Regions from separate parts of the Cydia pomonella genome. Here region 1 is linked to region 2. A link is a contact called in public Hi-C data. All regions are on one chromosome and are shown on one strand. Each heading gives the region's core, a stretch centred on a gene start, on an enhancer-like site or on the middle of the called end of the contact. The rest is flanking DNA. Distances are from core to core; before and after follow the strand shown. Region 1 holds the start of LOC133519114 (protein piccolo-like). Region 2 holds the start of LOC133519109 (DNA-directed RNA polymerases I, II, and III subunit RPABC4).

Region 1 (5,169 bases), core at 1,403-3,902, 130 kb before region 2:
TCTATCTATGGCTCCGAGAGGTTTGACCACATCTGATGGCTTTTCTTCTGCCTCCTGTGGTTTAGCAAGGTCTGGTTTCTTGACACCGACAATTTGTTCCTTCTCACCTTTTGTAGGTGGTTTATTTTCAGTGGAAACCCTTCTAATCACGTCAGGTGTGGAGAACAACGATGTCATGTCAGTTAGCAAGGCAGAGACGTGAGCAGGTGTTTTCTTTTCCTTTTTGACTGGTTTCAATGATGGTTTTATTACAACTCTGCTGAGTTCATGGCCACTAAGGTTGACTTCTGGTATAACAACAGGACTCTCTTTGTGTAATACATTATCTGAAGAAATTTGCTTCTTTTCTGGTACATTTTTACTAATGATTTTTTCTTTAACTTCTCGTTTGATAAGACTTTTGTTAGACTTCAATCTGGCAGCCACTTTAGGGCTAACTTTGGCTTTAGCGGCTTGGGCGCTCTTTAGAATTCGAGGTTTTAATTTTGTTTTACGTAACTTGGGAGGTCCTGACCTATCTTTTGTATCTTTATAGTCTGAATCAGAGTCTCTGTCAGAAATTGCATCAGCAGAAGAGCTTGCAGATGATGACTCATTTTCTTCCTCACTTTTTGGTTGACTTGCTGTAGTCTTTTCTGGTTCAATGGCATATTTAGATTTAGTCAAGACTGGCAATGGTTTTGTTAATACATCATTTCCCTTCAAGATAATACCTTCCTGGGGATTTATAGCAATTTTTCTGCCTTTGGGTATGATTTGCTGTTCCAATATTGTGATTTTCTTTGCACTTGGGACTGGTTTTGGAGGCGGAGTGTGTGTGATCTCAATAACGGGATCATCATAGCCAGCAAAGCTGTCAGTTCTCTGTGGAAGAGACTGACTTGGAGATGTAAGAGGTGTGTAACAATGATCATTTTGAAACCCAATCAGACTATTTTCTCTTGTTTCAATTCTCAATGATTGCAACATTTCAGCTCCACTATCTGTAAATAGTAAATATTTAAATTAGTGCAGTAAATAAATAAAAAACAAGTATGGGTACATCAAAATATGGTGAGCAAATGGGACATACGGAGATATGTATGTATAAAAACACAATTTTCTTTAGATTTTAACAGTGAAAAATATGTTGTCATTGTCCCAATATGGCTGTGAAACCGTGCTCAAATTAGGATATGTAACAGGGAATAATAATGTATACAAAGAAGCTTAGAGGACCTCCATTTGCTCTATACATTTTAACATTTTTAACCTACACTCTCAGAAGAGCTCAATAAGGCATACATTTATGAATTTATTATGTACGTACCATACTTTATGATGCTATTAGGCTCGTCATAATAAGCTTAGAGGACCTCCATTTGCTCTATACATTTTAACATTTTTAACCTACACTCTCAGAAGAGCTCAATAAGGCATACATTTATGAATTTATTATGTACGTACCATACTTTATGATGCTATTAGGCTCGTCATAATAACTGTCAACTGAAAGTGTTACATGTGGTATTTTGTCATCCTCTCCCTCAGAGTCAGTGGCATCATCAGGTTTGCCTTCATGTCCGACTCGAACTACACTTATTCCAGCAGCTTGTGATCCATCCGTTCCTTAAAATAAACATAGAATGAAATTGAAATGTCTTAAAAGTGAGTAAAATTGCATGCATTACCATTACTAATAAATAAAATAAAATAATTCTTATAAATAATAACAAATGTGGTAAAAATAATGGCGCCAAAATTGCGTAGAGTAAATTAAGTATACATTTTGACTGTTAACAATGTAAAATTGTAGTGGTATAAATAAAAAAAGCAAGAGACAAGACGCAAACCTAATAACAGTCATTTCTTATAAAAAACAGATTTACTCGTTAAATTATTTATAATTCAGCACAGTAATTGAAGAGCGATTATTTGGGGAATTCCGATAAGAAATCGATTTTTATAGCCGTAAAACCTTAAAACCAGATAAAGTAAAATAGATATGCTCACAAATATTGAGTAAAACCTTAATGTTTTAAAAATTCGTCAGGTAAATGAGAGGCGTCACAGAGAGCGTCGCTTGGGTGTAGTACTGTTTGTTAGCATAGCGTGCCAATGAAAAGACTTTTTTATACGGATAATGTACAAAAATAAAGTAATTAAATGCTGAAATTATTAAACACATACCCATCAAAGTTCCAAGTAAGTTTTGATCCACAGAAAGCGATCCATCCTTGTTTACAATAACAACAACAGAACTATCGGCCTTCGTGGAAGGCCCATTTAGGTCCGTATAGTTCGTTATCACTGTATTCGACATTTTTCATTGTAATCCATGCAACTGCCTTATGCAAGTCCTCTATTTTTAAACCATTGTAGAAATACACATGCACCGCTTCTATAAATGACGCATTCTAGCAAGCAACGCGCTTGACGCCATTTTGAATCCAATCCACAGCAGGGGTCGCGGATCACAGAGCTTTTGCACGTTTAATTGTCCTCACGATGCATGAAAATTTAATACAGCTGAAAATTTGAAGAAATTAGAAATTTTAGAACCCTATAGGTACTGTCATTACGTATGAAATAAGAAAAACAAATTAAATTATAACCTCGCTAGTAGTCGCCTTATTTTTTTTGGCATGTGTCAGATTACAAATCAAAAACATTTATCGATCTTTGTCTATGGTTAAGACTAGCTTACACTCTCAGCATATATCTTGTGATCTTATCAGTAAATTTCAATATTTTCGGCTGGCAATACTTTATTACACACTTTAATTTTATGAACGCAACTATATGCTTACTTTACTCTTTGAACGCAACTTTTCCTTCGTCAGCCAAGAAATTTTGAGGTTATTCAAGGCCTCTTAACTTCTACGGGCTAAAAGAAGTGTTGTTGGATTTACTTTTATAAGAAGTGAAGGCTTAAAACTGAGTCAAAGAGTTCATCATGAGTTATTCAAAGTTTGATTTGACTTTCAAGATAGGTCAATATTTAGACCGTCACCTTGTGTTTCCCTTACTGGAATTCCTGGCTGCTAAAGAGGTTGGTAGTCGTCACCAAAACAGCTTTCGATTCGAAGATTTCCTCAAAAAATTATTATGTAAAATGATACAGTTATACATGTAATAACATGTATTCTTAACTCCCACAGCAGAACATACAGGCCAGTGGGCTGGTCATTCATTACAACAACAATGAGATTAAATACAATTTACTGGAAGAAATCCCATAATATTGCCTTTGTATCTTATGAATTTTATACATTTCCTATGAATGTGTAGTGAATAAGTATATGAGAAATGTTCAAATTTAGCCTTATTGTAAATGTACAAATTTAGCCTTATTGTAATGACAAAACAATACATAATCCTGAAAATTACTTGTATTTGCTAATAAATTGTAATTTGGTAACACATACATTATAATATTTATTCCAGACTTATGATCAATCAGAGCTGCTGCAAGCTAAATTGGAGATCCTGAGCAAAACTAATATGATTGATTATGTTATAGACATCAGGAGAATGCTTTATCCAGATGAGGAAACACCAGAGGTAAAAATAATCACTAAACTATATCTTGTTATATCAGCTTGATAAAACTTTTTTCTAACAGACCCCTTACAGAGCCTACTATTGGCAGGGATATAAGAGGCACATAAGCTTTATCATTACCATCTTACTTACATCTTTTTGCATTTTTTTTTCCGAAACAGAAGTTGTGCCAATTTAAGGGTTACAATCTCATTAAAAAATGCATCTTTTTGCTTAACCAATCATTTTTTTGCTCTAAGTTATTTAGCAAAATTTTTAAGATGTTTGCAGAACACATTTAGTGACTGCTCTTTTGAAATAAACAGAGCACATGTATTTTATGTTTTATTTTCCTTATAGGAGATAAAGTCCCGCAGAGGTGTAGTACTGTCACAACTTCAAGAGTTGCAAGATGCAGTGGAGCCAGTTCTGAGATTGATGCAGAGAGATGATGTCATGAAGACAGTGGAAACCATGCGGGACCCCAAAACTCTTATAAACTATCTAACTACCAATAAGGAGTTTGAGGTTTGTTATCTTTACTTTTGTTTTTAATGTATCAATAGATTTTTAAACTTTTTCCGTGATGCATCCCGTTTTAGAAAAGTAAACAAAAAACCGTGGCTCAGTCCATATTTGTTGTTGGCATATATGTATATTTTTTAATAAGCTATACAATATACCACAGCCCCCTCATACAGATTTCATAAACCACCAAGGACTAGTAGCATGTTGTGCAAAAATATATAGTTATTTACCCTTTAATGAGCAAGACTGAAAACATCCTCAATTCAAGCCTCATTGCCAGTCTATAGTCCTGAAAATTCTGTATGGCTAAGATGATCGGCTCTTTGTCATTTGTCACCATGCCTGTCACATTCTAACAAGAATGTAAGTGTGAAAGTGACAAGTGACAAAAATGGAACCATGCTGCCACTGCTGAACAAGATAAAAATATAAAAGATGGTGTAATAAGTGGTCTTTTTGGAGACTGTTGCCCTTTAAAAGATTAATGCTATCCTCCAAGGAAACATATTTTAATTTAAAAAGTTCTAATGTTGCCTTTATATTCATAGTTTCTTAGAAAGGATACAGTTATCCTACTAATACAGCTATACTACTTCATGTAGCATACATTATTATTAAGTTGTTGAAAAAATAACTCTCTTTGAATTAGAGTTTTTTTAAATACTATGTTGATGGCAAACAAGCATACAGCCTGCCTGATGGTAAGCAGTCTCCATAGCCTATGGACACCTACAACTCCGGAGGAGTTACATGCATTTCAAATTTAATTTACTTAATTAATGGTTTTCCAGCATCTTGCCACACTAAGGGATAATAATATTAAAATTATATGTGAAACTTCCAATTGTTAACTCAGGATAGTCTCTTTTTGATAATGACTGTAATAATATTGAAATATCTCTTTTCCAGTTCAAAATTCAGATGATTGACAGCATGTACCAGCTTGCCAAGTACCGCTATGAGTGTGGTAACTATGTGGAGTCCGCTTCTTACTTGTACTTCTGCCAGCTAGTCATGTCGCCAACTGATAAAGTAAGAAATCAGAAGTCTAAGACTTAATTTTAAAAATTATTAGATCTGTATTGTCTTCTGCATCAGTAGGCGGGTCCACACAGAGCG
Region 2 (5,212 bases), core at 2,037-4,536:
GCCGTCCTTAGATATACAGGATGTTTATTAAGTCACCTCCAATAATAAAATTAAATAAGTTAGTTATATTAAGCATTTCATACAAATAGTCCCTTACAACATGCAATTTAAAGGAATATTTCAGGAGTAATCGTAAATTAAAGTTTCATTTCGAGCCATATAACTTGTACGAAATGTTAAAGACGCTATCCGCAGTTAGTTCAAATTTTTACCATCTTATGCGCTGGGATGGCTTTACTTACCCCACCAAGCACTTCGTACGGTCCCAATAGGTGATACTGAGCAACTTTTACTATGGGACCAACCACGGAAACGCCAACAAAAAAATTGGCTGTTCCATACATTTTGGCTGTCTGACCTTGACATTTTCTATGGGAGAGTAAATTTTTTTCGCGATTTCGGTGTTGATCCCATAGTAAAAGTTGCAAAGTTTGACCTATATATATTCACCCCGTAAATTATTGCAGGTGACTAAATAAGCACCCTGTATGTCAATAGTAAGAACTTAATAAGTTTTCGGCAATTTTAGAAGTCTTTACGAAAGAAAAATACAGAATACCAGAATATCATTTAATTCACTTATCTTTAATTATGGTTATGTCAGGAGTATGTAAAATCGTAGAACTCGTAATTGTTCAGCTTCACCGTGCATCGAATACGACCACTGTAAACTTGATTAAGGACAATATTTGAATCAACTTGAAACATGTAAAATGGCCCTTACTTTTTAAATATACGGTTTTCAAAAAAGCATTAATATGTAAGTAATTGTAGTTTCTTCAGCTCAGTTATTAATGTTATTATAGTAAAGGAAGCAGTGGGCATGCAATGCAATAAACATTTCACCAAGCACAGTTAATAATTCACGTAGTGGTCATAGATAATAATTGTAAAAAAAAACTAACGCCACACAAAACTATTTTTCTGCCGTCAACAACAGTTAATTTGTGTGTAGGGTCTCATTTGATACCCCCTTTTCTGAGGGGTATGAGTAGTCTTGTGGCTGTGACAGTAGTCTCGGACTCTTAGTTTATCTTTTTACAATGACATTTATTTTCCACCAATGATCAGTTCAGTGTGCTGTTAGTACAGAGTAGGCTATTCAAGTAGGTCAAAATAGTGAGATTTGGTACCATGGCCATGACCATAAAATTCAGATAAAGCAAAACTACATTAATCTGTTTTCCAAAAGTGTGCCTGTTACTCTAAATAAATAGCGAAATGGAGTATTCCTTTAGGGTACATTACAGGGAAACGTTAAAAATATACCAATGGCAATAGTATAATTTTAATTTCTAACGTTGACCTATTTGAAGTGCTTACATTTACAATAAAATAAAAAAAAATAAGGAACAAACTTACCACAACTAATAAGTTGCACACCAGTAAATTGTAACCACACATCAGTCTTAGCACCATAGCAATAGCTGTTTGTGAAAAATAATAATGCGGAAAAGCATGCAATTAAGTTTAAGTTCCCCAAACAGTAATTTTCTCTTATGTTTCAAATTATAAAGAAACATATATATCTGCCTATTGAAATATAGCTTCAGTAGACTATACCAGGGATCACCAAATGCTGGACCATGGTCCGAATCCGGACCAATTACCTATTTTTTTTTGCTTATTTAATAAATTCAAGTAGAAACAGACCACAACGGTCAACTTTATTTTAAAAACCAGTACTTTGAAGAAACTAATTGGTGATCCCTGGACTATACTATAGTAAGGCCAGCCAATAGTGTCAATGGAAAAATAAGGGTATCAATTTTATGACCCTGTTTTGATTTAGATTGTCAATAGAACAAATGACACATCCAACCAACCTGACTATAATTTAAATGCATTACTAGTAAGGTCAAGCAAGCACCAAATGTAGTAACTATTGCAAGCTGATTAAGCACAACAGGAAAGAATGGTGTTCTCTCGTAGCTGATACAAGATCCTCTTTTACCTGTTAAGCTTTTACTAAGTAAAAAAATTAGATACAATATTAATGTGTTACTTTCAGTGACCTTATTGAACTGTGAACAAATTCAAGCAGTGTATTAAAAAATCTCGAAATTTTCCTTTGACATAAGATTTACCTAAATGGTGCTTTTGTATGTTTTCGTCGAAAAGACAATTTTATATAACATGCAATAGTAAACTTTACAACAATCAGTATAGAGGATATGGCCTACTATGACGATCAAAGAGTTAAGACTGCAAATAAATATGGCTAAGTTTAGGTCTCTTTAAAATTCACAAATACAAACCAGTACTGTGAGAGTTTTTGTTAATGGATAAGTGTAAGGGCCGAGTGGACGCTCAAGTTCGTGCAGTGGGGCAGTGCATGCAGGAGTGCATGTTAAACAAAATGCAAACATTTAGGAGCAGTCTTAGTGCACACTACACACAATCACTTCTGAGCCCGATGCCACCCTGCACATCCCACCGAACATTCAGCTTCGAGTGTACACTCAGGCCTTACACTAGAGGGTAATTATATATTTTGCTATTGTTTTAAGTGAAACAACAAGGTTTGTTAGTATTTAAAAAGGAAAGTGTACAGAAAATTGGTCATGATTAAAACTTGTCTAAAAGATAGTCTCATGGGTGTTGGCACGGAGTTGTGTCTGAATATTCAATTTATCAAGGGTAAAATATAGTTTTTCTATTCTCTGAAACTATTATATTTCGTAATTCCACATAATGTGAAAACTAAAAATTATGACTTTTAAAGGTGTATTCCCATTTGTCCCCACCCCATGTGACCGCCGCAATGATTCATGTGAATGCAACTATTCCATCTGTGCCTGGCCATGACAAAATAGAAATACACCCTTTTAAAACCTAAACCTCAACGCGTATGAAGTTAGTGTTTCAGTACTTAAACGAAGATTTTAGAAAAAGGATACATCTTTTGGTCCTCTTCTTATACATAATTCGATATCCGCATTCTCGACATCTGATAGGATCCCTTGGTTTAATTTCATTCTCTCTATGGCATTCTGAAAACAAAAAACAAAAACACGAATTAACGAATCTTTGTACACTAATTATTATTACATTTATTAGAGTTAAAATGTTTACAAAACTTTACCTCCACAAACATATATCATTGGAACTTTGGTAACAGACTGTTCTTTGTTAGATGTGTCTGCCATTATGATTCGTAATTAACAACAATGAGATTGAATTAAATTAACTCACAACAGTAAGTAGTATCGGACAATATCTAATCGTTATTCTAATCTAAGCACATGCCTCATACGAGACAGGCAAAAAAGAAAATGTCAAGTGTCAATTCGATTGTCATTATCATCATTATACAGAAAATTATTGCTAGGTGAAATAATATATTAGAAAGTACCACACGATCTAAAAAGTCTTGGAGACGTTTATCGACACAAAACATCCAACACGTATAGTTTGTCAAAGGGCTATCTCATTTCAAACATAGACAGAGGGAGTCATACTATCTTTGTCTTACACTAGTACTAGCATCCAAAAGAAAAGGATGAGTATAGTTTTTTTTGTTCTTATTTACTGACAAATTGGTTTGACCAACTATATATACATAACAAGAAGGTTTTCGGTTTTCGCGGTAGGCCCCCAGAAGCAGTAGCAATGCGTTAAGGCTCGTCCAGACGAGAATAATTTTTCGCCAATCTGGTTAAAATTTAACTGTCTGTGTGTTTAATCTCAATTAAATTGTCTGATCAAATCAGGTGGTGTGGACGCAAACGCCGCCGATTATGACCGATATTGCCGATAAAATGGAGGTACGGACGCAAGAATACCAATATGTGTCGCAAGTAATCGCGTTTGGGGGCATTTTTTAATTTATAGCGCTCAAATATTACCATAAATCTAAAATCGGTCATGTTAATCATCCTGTCTGGACTATACAATTTATTCGGAGCACTGGCAACACGGCCATCAGCTCTGTCAGCCAAAGAGCATATAATCACTACGCTGTCAGCAATCAGCAAGGGCCTGACACTCTTTGATAGAGAAAGATAGTCTTATTGCGATTCCTATAAGAGGATAGAGAAAATAGTGCAATGCTTTGTCTTTATCACCGACCGATCAGCCTACTCTTCGCACGGACTTAGAAAATAATCCGGATAGGGTACATTGGCCAAAAAAGTGTGTTCACATGAGAAGTCAAAGTGGGTCGTAGTATCTCTTTCAAATTAGGGTGACCATGAGTTATATGTATCTGAGATATTAGGATAACGTGGAATATATAGTTTGGTCAGGATCTTTTCGTATTCGTGCATAGTTAGAGAGAATTTTACTGTCTTTTTGCTGTGCAAGTATTATGCCTCAAAAAAAGGAAGGATATAGTTTTTTCTCTTCTGTAAAACGCTTCACAAAACCTTACTTAATTTAGTCCTCCTACTGTACTGTTACTGATAGGCGTACCGGACCGCCACCATGATCGACCGTGAGGAAGGTGGTCTGCCGTAACTTCTGTCATGAACTCAGGTATGAGTAAGAGGGAGAAAGAGAGAGAGACAGATATGCTGACAGGACCAGGGTCGCGCCCGTTTATTATAGTTTTTAAACAAGGCTATAACCGCGAAAATCGAAGTTCGTCAATAGGGTTGTTTCCATCTACAAATCTTAGGGCAGAATTGTATCCCAATAAATTCTTTTGGATTATAAGAACATGTTAAACTACTTTTAGGGGACCTGTAATGACCATATTTTTGTAAATATTGAATTTAAAATATCTTTTGGCACACGTCACGTGACCAAACTCGAAACGTCATTGAAGATTCTGATGACGTCACAACTCTCGGATTGACACTGTTGACAGTTAGGCGATAAACAACAAATGACAAATGTCAGTTGACAGTTCGTATCTTCCACGTGCGTATGTAGTTATGTGTCAAACCATAAACTGTGACGTCACACAATTTTCAAAGAGCGTTTTGGGCGCGAAAGCATCTGTCATAATATATTTTATTAATTTATCATATTTAAAGCCGTTTTTAGTACATAAGTTCAATTTTAGGGCAACTTTTAGTTAATATAGAACGTAATACGAGCGTTTCAAAAAATTGGAAACAACCCTATTGCGGGCATATTTCTCTGTCACTCTAATTACGTCTTAGTGAGAGTAAAAGAGAAAGATCCCCGCAATTTCGGAATTTCGGTTTTCGCGGTAGGCCCCCAGGGCGCTTGTCACTGGAGCGTAATAGACATTAGAGAGAAACAT

The links. Hi-C and Micro-C count contacts between places; a contact is called where the count stands out from the background.
Region 1: a Hi-C map of whole body shows a contact between it and region 2, with 9 times the contacts expected there. The contact joins the promoter of LOC133519114 here to the promoter of LOC133519109 in region 2. A contact is called at or near these places in 2 of 2 Hi-C or Micro-C datasets (both in whole body).

Annotation. Positions count from the first base shown.
Region 1 is chr6:16,536,122-16,541,290 of ilCydPomo1, reverse strand. It overlaps LOC133519114 (protein piccolo-like), which reads right to left and starts at 2,652. Exons shown (of 18, transcript XM_061853047.1): 1 at 2,595-2,652; 2 at 2,170-2,508; 3 at 1,447-1,608; 4 at 1-983. The coding sequence starts at 2,302. LOC133519116 (eukaryotic translation initiation factor 3 subunit E) reads left to right here and starts at 2,833. Exons shown (of 9, transcript XM_061853050.1): 1 at 2,833-3,031; 2 at 3,427-3,543; 3 at 3,883-4,050; 4 at 4,960-5,082. The coding sequence starts at 2,936.
Region 2 is chr6:16,405,270-16,410,481 of ilCydPomo1, reverse strand. It overlaps LOC133519109 (DNA-directed RNA polymerases I, II, and III subunit RPABC4), which reads right to left and starts at 3,286. Exons shown (of 3, transcript XM_061853034.1): 1 at 3,086-3,286; 2 at 2,901-2,993; 3 at 557-664. The coding sequence starts at 3,149. The coding sequence ends at 642.